2 separate regions of the Danio rerio genome follow, and region 1 is linked to region 2. The links are chromatin contacts, called in public Micro-C maps. All regions are on one chromosome and are shown on one strand. The core of a region is the stretch at or near the end of the contact, and the rest is flanking DNA. Distances in the headings are between cores, read along the strand shown. Region 1 overlaps nectin1b (nectin cell adhesion molecule 1b). Region 2 overlaps nectin1b (nectin cell adhesion molecule 1b).

Region 1 (6,769 bases), core at 2,186-4,685, 67 kb before region 2:
AACTGGATGACTGGTTTTGTTTTTAAAGAGGCCCATCAACCTGGAACCTTAGGGTGTATTCACACCCGTCTTGTTTGGTTCTATTGGATAAAACTCATGTTTATTTCTCCCTTTGGTGAGGATCTTTTTGGCAGGTGTAAATACGGAAGTTTCTCTTTGGTGCCCACAAAAACAAATGGACCCAGACCCAGCCCAAGAGTCTTGAGTTGCATCCAAAATCGCCTACTACTCGAGTAGGTATTTGAATCTACTACACAACTGTTAGAAAAGTATGTTCTATATCGTATGAATGTTAGCAGTATAAATGGAATTCAGATGTACTACATTGGGCATTTGTCATTATCACATGACCTATCTATGCAAGTGTCGTATCAATCCCATTGATGATTTCTCTCACGTGGCATCATTGAATAGTGCAGCATCCATTGGATGCACACTTCAGATTCTTGCCAGAAGTAGTAGGTCATCAGAGTACTTATTGCCATTTGTTTTTCGAATACTATGAATTTGGACATATTACTCACCTCACACACTGTTTTTAATGCACAGTACTATCTAGTAGGGAAGTATGCATTTTTAAGAGGCAGCCAAAGTCTTGGTCTCAGTCCTTTACAGTTAATTTAAAATGTGAATATGTCTTGACCTTGATACGACACATATGCTGAAAGCCCTGCACATTTTGAGTTTAGGATCCCATAGTTTAAGTTGTGCACTACTGTCATGTTCTGTTGCTAAGCAACCATCTGCCTCACTTTACAATGAACCATCAATAAAAAAACTAAATCCCTATATATGGCTGTCCGAGTTAGCCTACTACTCAAGTAGGAACTACTTTTGAATTTAAATTTACCACATTACTATTTCAAAATTATGTTTTATATATGAAACATTTGCCATTTGTCATTATCAGCTACCAGCTTTAGTTGTGTTGCATCACTTCTATTCATGAATTCTCTCACATGGCATTACGGGATAGCGTAGTATCCATTGGATGTGAAGGTAATCTTATCATCTACTATTTTTCAAATACTATGAATAACTATGAAACAGACACACTACTAAGCTTGAATATTATTTTTCACATACTACATAGTAGGGAACTATATGATTTTCTACGCAGTTTATGCCTTACCTCTAGCTCTGATACAAGTTTTATTTATAGACGAAATAAAAAAGGTATTGCTGTTTTTGGCTGTTGTGTGTTTGTCCAACGCAATCTCACGGCAATGCGTACCTTTTTGGTTTAGTGGCTAATTCGTATGAATTCGTACAATCTAATTCATACAATTTACTACGATTTGCTCATCCCCCAATGAGAGTTGGGGTTAGGGGTGGGGTTGGGTGCCACGCCTCCTTTTTAAAATTGTATATTTTTTTATGATTGAACTACTTAAAATACTTAAATTTTCTCATGAGATCAGGCTGGTTTGTCAGAGAATAATAGTTTACCGTTATAACTTAAATGTATATAACACACATTTTGTTGCTCTCTGTTTGTGCACGCCTACATTTTAAATAAACAACCTGTGTGAGCAAAATACATGATATGCGAATAGTCCATCTGAACTACAGTAAGAGTCACGTCATGGCAGTGGGGTGAGTAAATGATGACCTATTTGAACTATCCTTAAATAGTTGCTTGGTACACGCTTTAACAATCGCATACTTTAAAGGGTGTTTGAAATTGGCAGTTTGATCACAACAAACTTTGGTCCAACACCTCTGTTAGAACACTGCCATCCAGAGTTCACCGAACAGTTTCAATCTGGAATATAGCTGAGGCCCACATTGGTCCACTTTCGATTGAACTTTGGAGTGGTTGGACTAAATTATGAATCCAGCAGGGGAAAGCATTTCTATCAAATAAGCACACGTGTAAGTTTTGTTAACAAATTCTGGTTCACTTGATAAAAGGGCAGTGCGAAATAGAGCTACATGAAAAAAATAAATAAATAATAAATAAATAAAATAAAAAAAAACAACAACAACATTGTGTTTGGTCTGGACCACAGCAAGTGAAGGAATGGACTTACACCCTTAGCATTTTCAGAGCAAGACATATGAAACAGTTAATCTGCTACTTAAGAAAGCAGTCAAGCATTGAAGTCTACCATTTATTCAGGTCAACAAAAGGGTGAGCACAGAATAGATGGTAGAAATTAGGTCATGTCTCATGTCTTCAGAGCAGAATATATCATGCATATGATACATTCACATCATGTTGAATCTGATGAAAGAGCCACATCTGAAGTTGTTCATGAAACTAATAAAATGTGATGTTATTTCGACAAAAAAGCCTATTGATTTAACACAGTGAATAATTGATTATAATGGACATTTTTCAAAACGGAAACTATAAAATTCCCCGCCTGATTAACAACAAGCAATTAATTGTGATTATTGGAGTTTGCATGTTCTGCCATGTTGACGTGGGTTTCTTCCAGGTGCTTGCAGGTTCCCCCACAGTCCAAAGACATGCGCTATAGGTGGATTGAATAAACTAAATTGGCCATAGAGTATGAGTGTGAATAAGGGTGTATGGATGTTTCCCAGTACTGGGTTGCAGCTGGAAGGGCATCCAATGTAGCGACCCCTGATGAATAAAGAGACTAAGCTGAAAGAAAATTAATGACTAAATGTGGTTATTGGTTTTAACGTAAAACGACATGTTGGAGCAGTAGTGTCTTTTACACTAATGCTATTGTCAGCGATTCAGAAAAGCAATAAGCCATTCATGTGTTCCATTGATTTTACCAAGCTGTTGTTAGGCATGACGCAAAAGCAGAGCAATGACTAGTAAAAGTTCAATTACTAAATGTACAACCCTCAACAGCACACACCACTACCTCAATCCCCAGACAATTTCACGCAAAACTTCTCCTGGATTGAGTTTTAGTCCTTTCTTTTTTTTAAGCAGAGGTCATCTGTCTCTTTTCTATGTTGCTGTAATATTCATTCCCCTTCGGATGGGGAACTCCAATGCTATGTGGAACCTTCCACAATATGACGAAAACCCCATATTGTGGAAGGTTCCACATAGCATTTCCGTTCCCCCCCTCGGGGAACGAGGGTTACTTTAGTAACCGTAGCGTAACCTGGCTTAGGACAGAGTCTTTAAGACAGCTTTCAGGCCCAAAATACAAGCGATTTTCTAAATGCTGACTGCTGCAGAGCAATCTGATAAGATGCAGCAGACGGAAGACAGGAGGAGAGATAGATAAGGAAATATGTCACAATGAGCCGTCTGAAGATAAACTCTAGAGCGTGAGTGCTTATGACTCTTCTGCTCGCTTTATGATATATTTATGCTAAGAATCTCTCGGGCATGTTTTGATAGCTGGGAAATTATCGCAATTCTGAAAGTGAAAGTGTATGTATGTGGGAGAGACAGAACGAGAGAGTGTGAGTAGTTACATCATATTTCAATGTGACATCTGAAACAGGAGATTTATTTCATATAGACGTGCTTAGTCAGACTGTTAAGTAAGTCTGCGTAAAGTCTGGCCCAAATGGTTGCTTATTTGAGCCAAGAATCACCCACTTACACAGGAGGAGATTGTTTGGCTGACGTGTAAAGCAACCAATCAGTTTGATTAGCTTTTACAAGTAGTCTTAAAGGGATCGTTCAACCCAAAAATGAAAATTTGATCACTGTTTACTCACTTTAAAGTGATTTCAAACCTTTATAAGTTTATTTAATCTGTTAACTACAGATATTTTGAGGAAAGCTGATGACCTGTAACCACTGGATTTCATAATAAAGATAACAAATACCATGGAAGTCAGTGGTTGGAGGTTTCCAGCTTTCTTCAAAATACTTTTTAAGTCAAACTGGTTTGGGACCAGTAAACAGTGAGTAAATTATGACAGAATTTTCAGTTTTGGGTGAACTATCTCTAACTAGCTTTGTGGTAAACTACAGTGTTTCTCAACCATGCTCCATGTCTCCTTAACCAAACACACTGAATTCAGATCATCAGACCATTAGCAGATACTGAAAGACCTGTAATGAGTGTGACATAGAAAAGAGACATCCAAAACATGCAGTGTTGGTGGTCCTCCAGGAAAGTGGTTGAGCAGCACTGCTGTAATATTTGTTTCAATCTGCAATACACTTGAGGCCCACATTGGTCCACTTTCAATTGAACCTGGAATTGTTTGAACTAAATTATGAATCCTACAGGGGCATTGAACATCTAAAATTTGAACATGATGTCTCAAGATTTGGCCATAAAAAAGACAGAATGCTCAAGCAAATAAAGTCAAACTGGTTTAGAACAAGTAAAGGGTGAGTAAATGATGACAGAATTTTCAGTTTTGGGAGAACTATCCCTAGCCTGCTTTGTGGTACACTCTTAAACAATCACATATTAGGTTCATGATTGGCAGATTTAGTTTGATCGCAACAAACCTTTGTCTGATTGCTCTGATAGAATACTGTAATACAGTGTTTCTCAACCATGCTCCATGTCTCCTTAACCAAACACACTGAATTCAGACCATCAGCTCATTAGCAGATACTGAAAGACCTGTAATGAGTGTGACATAGAAACGAGACATCCAAAACATGCAGTGTTGGTGGTCCTCCAGGAAAGTGGTTGAGAAGCACTGCTGTAATATTTGTTTCAATCTGCAATACACTTGAGGCCCACATTGGTCCACTTTCAATTGAACCTGGAATTGTTTGAACTAAATTATGAATCCTACAGGTACAGAAAAAATCTAAAAAAAAAAAAAAAAAAAAAGAATATGATGTCTCAAGATTTGGTCATAAAAATAACAGAATGCTCAAGCAAATAAAGTCAAAAAGTAAAGGGTGAGTAAATGATGACAGAATTTTTAGTTTTGGGTGAACTATCCCTAACTTGCTTTGTGGTACACTCTTAAACAATCAAATATTAGGTTCATGATTGGCAGATTAGGTTTGATAACAACAAACGTTGTTCCAACTGCTCTGTTAGAATACTGTAATACAGTGTTTCTCAACCATGCTCCATGTCTCCTTAACCAAACACACTGAATTCAGACCATCAGCTCATTTGCAGAGACTGATAGACCTGTAATGAGTGTGACAGAGAAAAGAGACATCCAAAACATATTTTCTAAGTACGTGGTTGAGAAGCACTGCTGTAATATATATTTCAATCTGCAATATAGTTGAGGCCCACATTGGTCCACTTTCAGTTTAACCTGGGATTGTTTGAACTAAATTATGAACCCTAGTGAGGCATAAAAAATCTAAAAAATAAATATGATGTCTCAAGATTTGGCCATAAAAATGGCAGAATGCTCAAGCACACTTGACTTTTATTATTATAGTCATAATGTTTCCCATTAATACAGATGTTTTAAAACATCTCTCCTTGCCGGGGGTGTTGCTAGGGATTCTGATCCCAATGCACAGATCTTAGCTCTGGGCCCCCTCAGTAGAAATCATGTTTGGACAGATGGGGGAATTATCCCACTTGATCGTAATAGGATCCCAGGTCGGAAATCATGGCACTCCCCCAGTGGAAATCATGCTCCTTCCACCTTGGTAGAAATCAATGAACCACCCTCAGACATCACTGTAGGTCCTATTGTAGGAGTATTTTTCATAATTGTAATTTTTAGTTTTTTTGTGTGTGTGTAATGAAAGAATTCCTCCTTTTATAAACTTTTCATGAGTTCTCAAATGATAAGTACATCCCAGGCTTATTCTGAAAACATACCACTATATACATTTTTGGGAAGCGCCAAATGCATCCCAAGATGTATACTTTTAGCAGCTTTTGTTTTCGCGAATCTACCAGAGATCGGTGTGTATTCCACCAGTGAGACCAGTGAGTGCCATTCACACATACTGTTCTCATGTAAATCTGCCAAAGGCCGCTGTCAACTGACTGAATGACTGACTAACCAACCAACAAACTGACCCACCCACCCTTCTCCATCCCTAAACCCAACCAATAGTGTTTTCAAAAGCAAAGATTGACCCATCCACCCACTTCTCTAAACCCAACCGACAGTTTTAAAAAGGGTCCCAGAAAAAGAAAAGCCTTCTCCTGACCTTTGCAACATTATCACCCTCTTATTTACTTGTTTATTTGACTTTTTGGCTTCTGTTTTTGTCTTAACCACTTTCTGGAAATGTTCTTCAGCATGTTTTGATGCTCTTGTTATTATTATTATTTTTTGATTCTGAGAAAAGCACAATATAAATAAAATGTATTATTATTATCATTATTATTATTATTATTATTATTATAACACAATATTTCAGTGATTTAATTTTTTAAAAAATGTTGTTTTTAAGATTTAGGACATTTTAAGACCCAGTGGATACCCTGAGTATCATTTAGAACTTTCAGTTTTGTGTGAACTATCCCTTTCATATTTACCTTTAAAGTACCAATATATACCTTTAACACCTTTGAAAAGATACTGCCCTGGTGACAGCTTATATATCCTATTTTCTGTGCCCACCAATCAGATAAGAGCTAGCTGGACCATGAAAGCACTTTATATTTTTTTCACAAAATACTTCACGACAGTTTAAGCCTTAAAGTATATGGGAATCAGAAGTCTCAACTGACTTTACTTCAGCATTATGACAGACTTCCCAATGAAACGGAATATTGAATGAGATAAAATGGAGAATGAAGCTTGATTCGGCTTACATCTTTTAGCTTTACCAATCTCTGGCTCACAGCAGACTGACGGCTGGAGAAAAAAAAAATTTTCTATCCAAACTAAAACGGAACACCATATGATTGATATTACAAAGACA
Region 2 (7,047 bases), core at 733-3,232:
AAGATGCATTTAACGGATATCAGCATCTTAAATCCTTTAAAGTTTTCTAAAGTTTTTGATAGTTAGTTTTTTTTTTTTTTTTTTTTTTAATGGTATGAACATTTATGTTTTTATGTATGTATTGCATCATGTTTTCATCAAATAACAAAAAAAAACTCATTACAGATTATGTGTGGTGTTTCTAATGCAGCATCAATGGGGCAGGGCAGTAAATTTGACATTGTTTTCTCTTCTGGCTTTCTGTTATCAGTCTCATACTATTTTTTTTCCTTTTTCTTAAAGTCTTGATAACACCATTGTGGAGTTTTTTTGTTCATTATCTTAGAAAACTGGATTGTAATAACAATATTTGTTGTATTATCCCATTCACTGCGCTCTTTATCCAACTATGACGACTACCGCTATTGAGAAACCTGGAAATGTGAAATATATTAAGTATACTTTCACCAGATGGCACAAATGGCTCTGTTTGATTAATTTGTATGATTTTTATGGGAGTGCATCTGAAAAAACAAAAAAACAAAAAAAAAAAAAAAACAATAGAGCAAATGAAATGATCAGTATCCTATGGTTTTCTGGTATTCTAGCAGAATTGAGGCAGAAATTGAATAATAATTGTATATAATTATGTATATGAAATAATAATAATTACAATAATAATTGTAAAATAACACTCCATTGCATTTGTTGTATTTTATGAATGGGCGATTAATCAAATGGAATTTGCAAAGACTCAAAAAAAAAAAAAAAAAACGGCTTGATTTGTGGTAAATCTCCTCGAAAAGCCAGAGGGCATTCTCGCAGAAATCCAAAAACCTATTCAAGTACACACAAAGAAACCTGGGAGATCCTTTGGGGAAAACAGAGGTTGCAAAATAAACCGAAGATTTAAATGGTTTCAGTTAATCAGCGTAACTTTGAGTGTTTGAAGTATTTTCATAGTTGTGTTTATTAGTTAAGGCGAGTTTTGTGTTAAAAATCACCTTATTTTTAAATGTTGCAATTTCACATGCAGCATTTAATCATAGCCATAGTTCATTGATTAATTAAATTGGATTTGCAAAGACTCAAGAAATGGCTTGATTTGCAGAAAATCTCCTCCGAAAAGCCAGAGGGTGCTCTTGCGGAAACCCAAAACCTTATTTAAGTACACACAAAGAAACCTGGGAAATACCCTGGGGGGAAAAAAGAGGTTACAAAATAAACTGATTATTTAACTGCTTTCAGTTATTCAGCTTAAATAATAAACGCACGACTACAATGATTTTAAACACTAATCTATAGTTTTAAGGTGAGTTTGGTGTTAATACACCTTATTTTATGTTGCAGTTTTACATGAAGCCATAGTTGATTGACAAGCTACGCAAACAGCTGCCATTAAATCGCATAATTGTTATCGCAATGTCATTAAATTCTCATTTAAACCAACGTTAATAGGATTCTGATGTTATTACAACCTTTAAAAAAAAAATAAATAAATAAATAAATCACGGTTTTGCGGTATTGTGATTACTGCTTTAAAATGTTAATTTTAAATTTCCGGGTAATAAACAACATTTTTTTTCCCTATTAAACACTATATATTTTATTTTAAGAAACATTTTTAAATATTTTGGAACAGTAAACGTCATTTAAAAAATCATTGACTTCTGCTATCTACGTTAGTTTCATAAACCGATTTCTGTACAATTTGAAAAGGCATCTTTTGGATATGATTCTATTCAAAACTGGTCTAAACTGTTATCGTTCTATGCCTAATATAATATACACACATACAGTACATTTAATCTTATAATGTTACAAACAGTATAATTCCTTGTGTCTGAATGCTTTGAACTGGCTTGAAATGCTCAGTCACCAAAAACACATCCCTATGATAAGCCTAATGGTAAATGTATGGCTAAACTTGCAATGCAATGACTCATGCATGCTTTCAAATGTGGCCCCTAGTCCCACCTTCTAGACTCTTCTGCTTCCCACCGTGCCGCTCACAGCACTCCGCTTGGCCAGTGGACTGTGACAAGTCTGGGGCTCCAAGGTTGTTTGTGCCACTACCGAGCCAAGCCTACAAGGCAAAGGTGACACTTAAACCCGCTGCCCAGCCTGACCAGATGGCAGCTGTTTCTTTAATCAACAAAGGTGTCTATAGATGACACTTGGCATATGCGCCAGAGAGGAACCTGTTCTGCATTCGGGAGTAATGAAATGCAGGTGTGCCAGGAAGTCAGCGATAGTAAAGGCCAAACGAAGCATCGCGACAAGCAGCAACATGACTTTTTCTACGACGCCCCAAAGGCTCACAAATGGCGGCTCTCTCTGATCGTACGCTTCTCATTAATAGGCTCACAAATGACGCATATGTTTCTCAAGAAGAGGGCGCAGCGGTTAAACCGCAGGGGAGGCTGGCCACTGTGAAATTTCATGAGGTAGCGGTGGCTTTAACCCACAATGGACGACTGAGTCAAGACACGCTCATCTGTTGAATAGCTCTGATGAAATTCCATACTAAAGCAGTCCGTGTCGGTTTGAGATTTTCTTGCAATCATTTCTCAGTACATGACTCAAAGATCAAATCCCACAATCCCCAGGCCTTTGCTTCTGGGCCGCCGGAGGGAAATGAGACCCATGAAGGTCTTGCTTCTCAACAGGGTCACTCAATAGTTACTGAAAACGGTGGATCAATGAACCCATTGTACATTTTCTACAGGCAGTGGCATGGTTGTTAGAAAAAAACTGCACAAACAGACGGTGGGAAAGGCTGCCAATGCCTCAGAGGAGTTTGTGGTGTCCACCACGCTGCGCTTTACACTAGTCAAGACAAAAGAAAAAATTACAAAAACACCTAGTTAAGACACGTTGTTCAATATTAAGGATGATTCAGCAATACATCCTCACCACTACAGAATGGTTGGGAAATAGCTGATGAATAATGTAAAAATGTGGTTACTCTTGTCTACAAGCCAAACCAACACAACTGGACCTGACAAAAGGTCATGAAATTGCATGGTCATCAGCAGTTTAAAATGTTCTTCTCCATTTAAAGTCTATATTTAATTTAAAAAAAAATAATAATTTAATTAAATTAGTGAATTTAATCCAAATATATGTGATTTTTATAACTTGATTTTAACTAGATGTATCGTTTGTGTATGATTGTCTGTTAACTGATTTTTTAACAGATTTTTTTGGTCACGCTTTATTTTGATGGTCCATTTGTTAAGTTTAAGTTACATTGTATCTACATGCCAACTAATTCTCATTAGGCTACGAGTAGACTGTTAGGGTTGGGGTTGGGGTTGGGGTTAGTGTAAGTTGACATGTGCTTGCAAAGTTTCTTATAGTCAGTTAAATGTCTGTATCAACAATCTATAGTCTGCTAATACTCAACTGGACCATCAAAATAAAGTGTTACAGTTTTTTTTAAATCCATGGTTGTGGATAATATATCTTTTTATCTTGTTATAAGTAAGATTATGATGGAAAATAACAAAACAATAACTGCAAACGTTAATGGGATAGTTCAAAAAGGAATAACCAGCAAGACATTTAAACCAGAACCAGCAAGACATTAAAAACAAAAATGATGGAATTGATGAAGTATGTTTATATGGAGACCAATAATCTGAATAGGTTTAAGACAATACTCTAATTAAGTGTCTATATGTTAAGGGTCTACATGAAAACAGAGACTTTTGGCTAATTTAATCTCAATTTAAAATCGATTAAGGTCATAAACCCAACAGAAATCGAAATAAGACATGGAGTATGTTGATTTTAGATGCATTATTGAAGTGCAGTACAGACATATAAACACAGCAATCATGAAACGTTCCTGGATGAAAGTGAAAGTGCCAAACTGCAGTTAAAGTCTACAAATTCAAAATGAAACACCTGAAATTACATGAAAATCAGTAGGAAATGTGGATTGTGTGGTGAAGCAATAATGTTAATCAAATTGTGCAAAACGTAAAACAGGATCATGAAAGGAACGTCCAAATAGCAACTAATGTAAACGCCTTAATCATATTATTGTCTTATTCAGATTAAGGCAAATAACTTGTTTACTGATATCTATGTAAACATAGTCATTGACTTCCATTGTTTGTTTGTTTTTTTCCTACTATAGAGGTCAAATGCTACAGGTTTCTAGCATTCTTCAAAACCTCAAGCAGATTTGTAATAAGTCAAGGGAAAGTAAATGTAAATGTAAATTTTGGGGTGAACTATCCCTTTAAGGTTGTTCTCCATTCAGGAATTAACTAAACACCCAAGTAGAGCTGCAAAATTAATCGTGAAATGATTGTGATCTCGATTCGATCCCCTAGACGATCTTAATCCAGCATTTCTATGATTCTGTCAATCATATTTTCAAGTTCAGGAGAGAAGCAAAGGTGGCCGCACAAGTCTTCACATTGTTTTACATACGTTGTTCAGCAACGTGGACACCTCCAAATGGTGTTGAAAGAATCACATGCTGTATTTATAAGATATAATTCAACTCAAAAATGACTGCAAAATCACATGTGACGTGAGCTGACCGTCAGCTGTTACCACAGGGAGGGTTGGCGCACGCGTGCTCGTCTCATAAAGAAGTTTACTTAAGTGAACAGAACCTGCATATGCTTTGAATAACAGGTAATCTAGTTGTAAATAACATTCAGTTTGTGGCACAGAGTGATCGTTTGGGAGCCGCGCAGGAAGTGAACCGCTCTTAACAGTGAAAATGAAACCGAAAGCTCACACAGTGTTGCCAGATGTAGCTGACTGATTCCAGCCCAAAAAGTATCCAAAAACCCGCCGAAATGCAAAAATACCCACCCAATCTTCTGTATTCACGAAAAATCACGTCAGTGATGGATTTTAAGCAGAAAATGACAGATTGTAAGCATATGTCTCTACCACTATAATTCAGCATCAAAATTATCATCAGCATTAATGACCAGGACAAATCTAAAGTCTTTTCAAGTCCACCATTCCAGGTCTATACAACATTTAGCATTTTAGCAACAGTACAGCTAACCATAGCCTAAAGCTGTTTTACCACATGTTTAAGAATAACAATAATAATAGCCCACTCATATTAAACTTTATTTTATATCTACAGAATCGTGAGAAAATCGTGATCTTTATTTTAGGCAAAAAAAAAAATCAATAAATAAATTTAAAAAATAAAAAATTTGCGATTTTCATTTTAGCCAGAATCGTGCAGCTCTACACCCAAGTAAAGCAGGCTGTAAATGTCACTTCAGATAATGCAGAAATGGTCATCTAGAAAATTGCATGTTTGATTCGAAGACTTTGCGTAGACAAAAACAACCTCCAGCACTGACGTTGCGTGTTATTTGGATATCAGACTGACCTTTCGATGAAACAGTGGACACAAATGCATGGTTGAGCGCTGTTGCTCTATTTTGTTGAAAGAGCATTGCTTCCTGATCTCTTTCCGAGATGTTTTAATGCCAGTTGAGTCACCGAAAGTCGGAGAACAACTGCATTAATATGAACATAAGGCCTGAGAGCCTACGTGTGAGGATGCTTTTTACACTCCCTCGCTGTCTGACAACACCCTCAGTCCGTGACCTTCAAGCTGCGATCTCCCAAGCAGAGGAGAGGAGAAACAGAGGGAGAAAAAAGGGAGGAAGGAGGGGAGGGCAGAGGGCACAACAAGAGAGAGAATGACACAGAGCATGCTTAACATGCTGTGGAAAGATCTCTGTCTATCTTGGGCTTTGACTTCGGGTTTGTTGAAGGTCTTACATATACAGTGCTATAGAGGTCCTATCCATATACATATACATTTACACATACATATAGATATACATATACATATACAGTGGGGGTGATTGTGTATTCAACATAAAACTGATCTTTATTTAATATTTTCTAATGGATTCAAGTCAGGTGATTGGCTGGGCAATTCTACAGCTTGATTATGTAAATGTTAGACTGAAGCAGCTATTTTTCCTGTACAATGCTGAAGGCCAAAGGGCTGCTGAAGAACTACTGAGAGATTTCAACTGCTGTCTGGGCTTTCACTGCCTCTCTTTCTTCATGTATTCAATACTTTTTTCCCTTTGTCATTTATAAATTTTGATTCGTTTTCTTTTCATAAATGTATTTCTTTGGCTGTTATCAACATTTCAAGTCAACAGCATCTTTAGAAATATGTTTTCTGAGAAAAATTATAACGTGTTCAATACTTATTTCCCCCACTTTACATATACATACAGTTCAAGTCAGTTATACAGTCAGTCCTTTACATGTTGTCAATATATTATATATTTTGAGATCTCAAATTTCTCTTGTGAATGCCATTCACATCTATTGTTCCCACGTAAATCCACTAGAAACCGCTGTTGACGGACTGACCAATTGACCGATATGCCCACCTAACCCCTTCCCTAAACCCAACCAATAGTGTTTTAAAAAGCATCAATTGACCAGTGAACAACCACTTCCCTAAACCCAACTGACAGTATTTACAGAATAAAAAAAAAAAAAAGAAAAGCCCTCACAGCCAGATTTCTCACCCTTTCAAATTGCGATTTCGATTTAGAAACTATTAATTGTTTGGGCCTTTTTTATTGGTCATTCTAACTCTGCTATCTGTTTAAAAGTCTGATTAAATGTAGTATTTAGGGAATATGTTTGAAAAGGTCTTAAAAGTATTTAAAAAAGGGAGAAAAACAGCCATATAACTCAGCCTGTGCATCTAACAGAATGATGAATGACCACAGAGCAAAGAGTCGAAATGTAAACAAAGGGAAGCATAAATTTAGAGCGACTCCTCACTTTCATGTCACAAAAACTCAGAACGGTGTGCAAAAAGCTATTGGATAATCACTAGAGACGGGGGGAAAATGATCACTTGCATTCGGCTGCATTTCTGACTTGCATAAATAAGCGCTGCAGTAATATAACGCCGTTACAGACACTTTGTGAGTGCAAAAACAAAATGACTGCAAAAACCCAAACCACACACCGGCGTCCACTGGGAGAGAAGTATCATATTGTGCAAATGTGGCACTATGAAAAATTGATCCGTGG

Evidence for each region. A called contact is a pair of places that touch in the nucleus more often than the background predicts.
Region 1: a Micro-C map of caudal fin shows a contact between it and region 2, with 2.1 times the contacts expected there. The contact joins two enhancer-like sites. A contact is called at or near these places in 2 of 18 Hi-C or Micro-C datasets (caudal fin and an unstated tissue).

The regions. Positions count from the first base shown.
Region 1 is chr18:46,087,482-46,094,250 of GRCz12tu, reverse strand. All of the region lies in intron 7 of nectin1b (nectin cell adhesion molecule 1b), which reads right to left. Among named protein-coding and RNA genes, the nearest start is that of nectin1b, 250 kb to the right of the region's middle. Within about 2 kb of position 3,435, at least 6 of the 62 cell types and tissues checked have an H3K27ac peak or open chromatin away from gene starts, as enhancers often do. A contact at or near this core is called in caudal fin, where this site is marked.
Region 2 is chr18:46,018,731-46,025,777 of GRCz12tu, reverse strand. The region is part of intron 4 of nectin1b (nectin cell adhesion molecule 1b); the gene reads right to left. Among named protein-coding and RNA genes, the nearest start is that of nectin1b, 180 kb to the right of the region's middle. Within about 2 kb of position 1,982, at least 15 of the 62 cell types and tissues checked have an H3K27ac peak or open chromatin away from gene starts, as enhancers often do. A contact at or near this core is called in caudal fin, where this site is marked.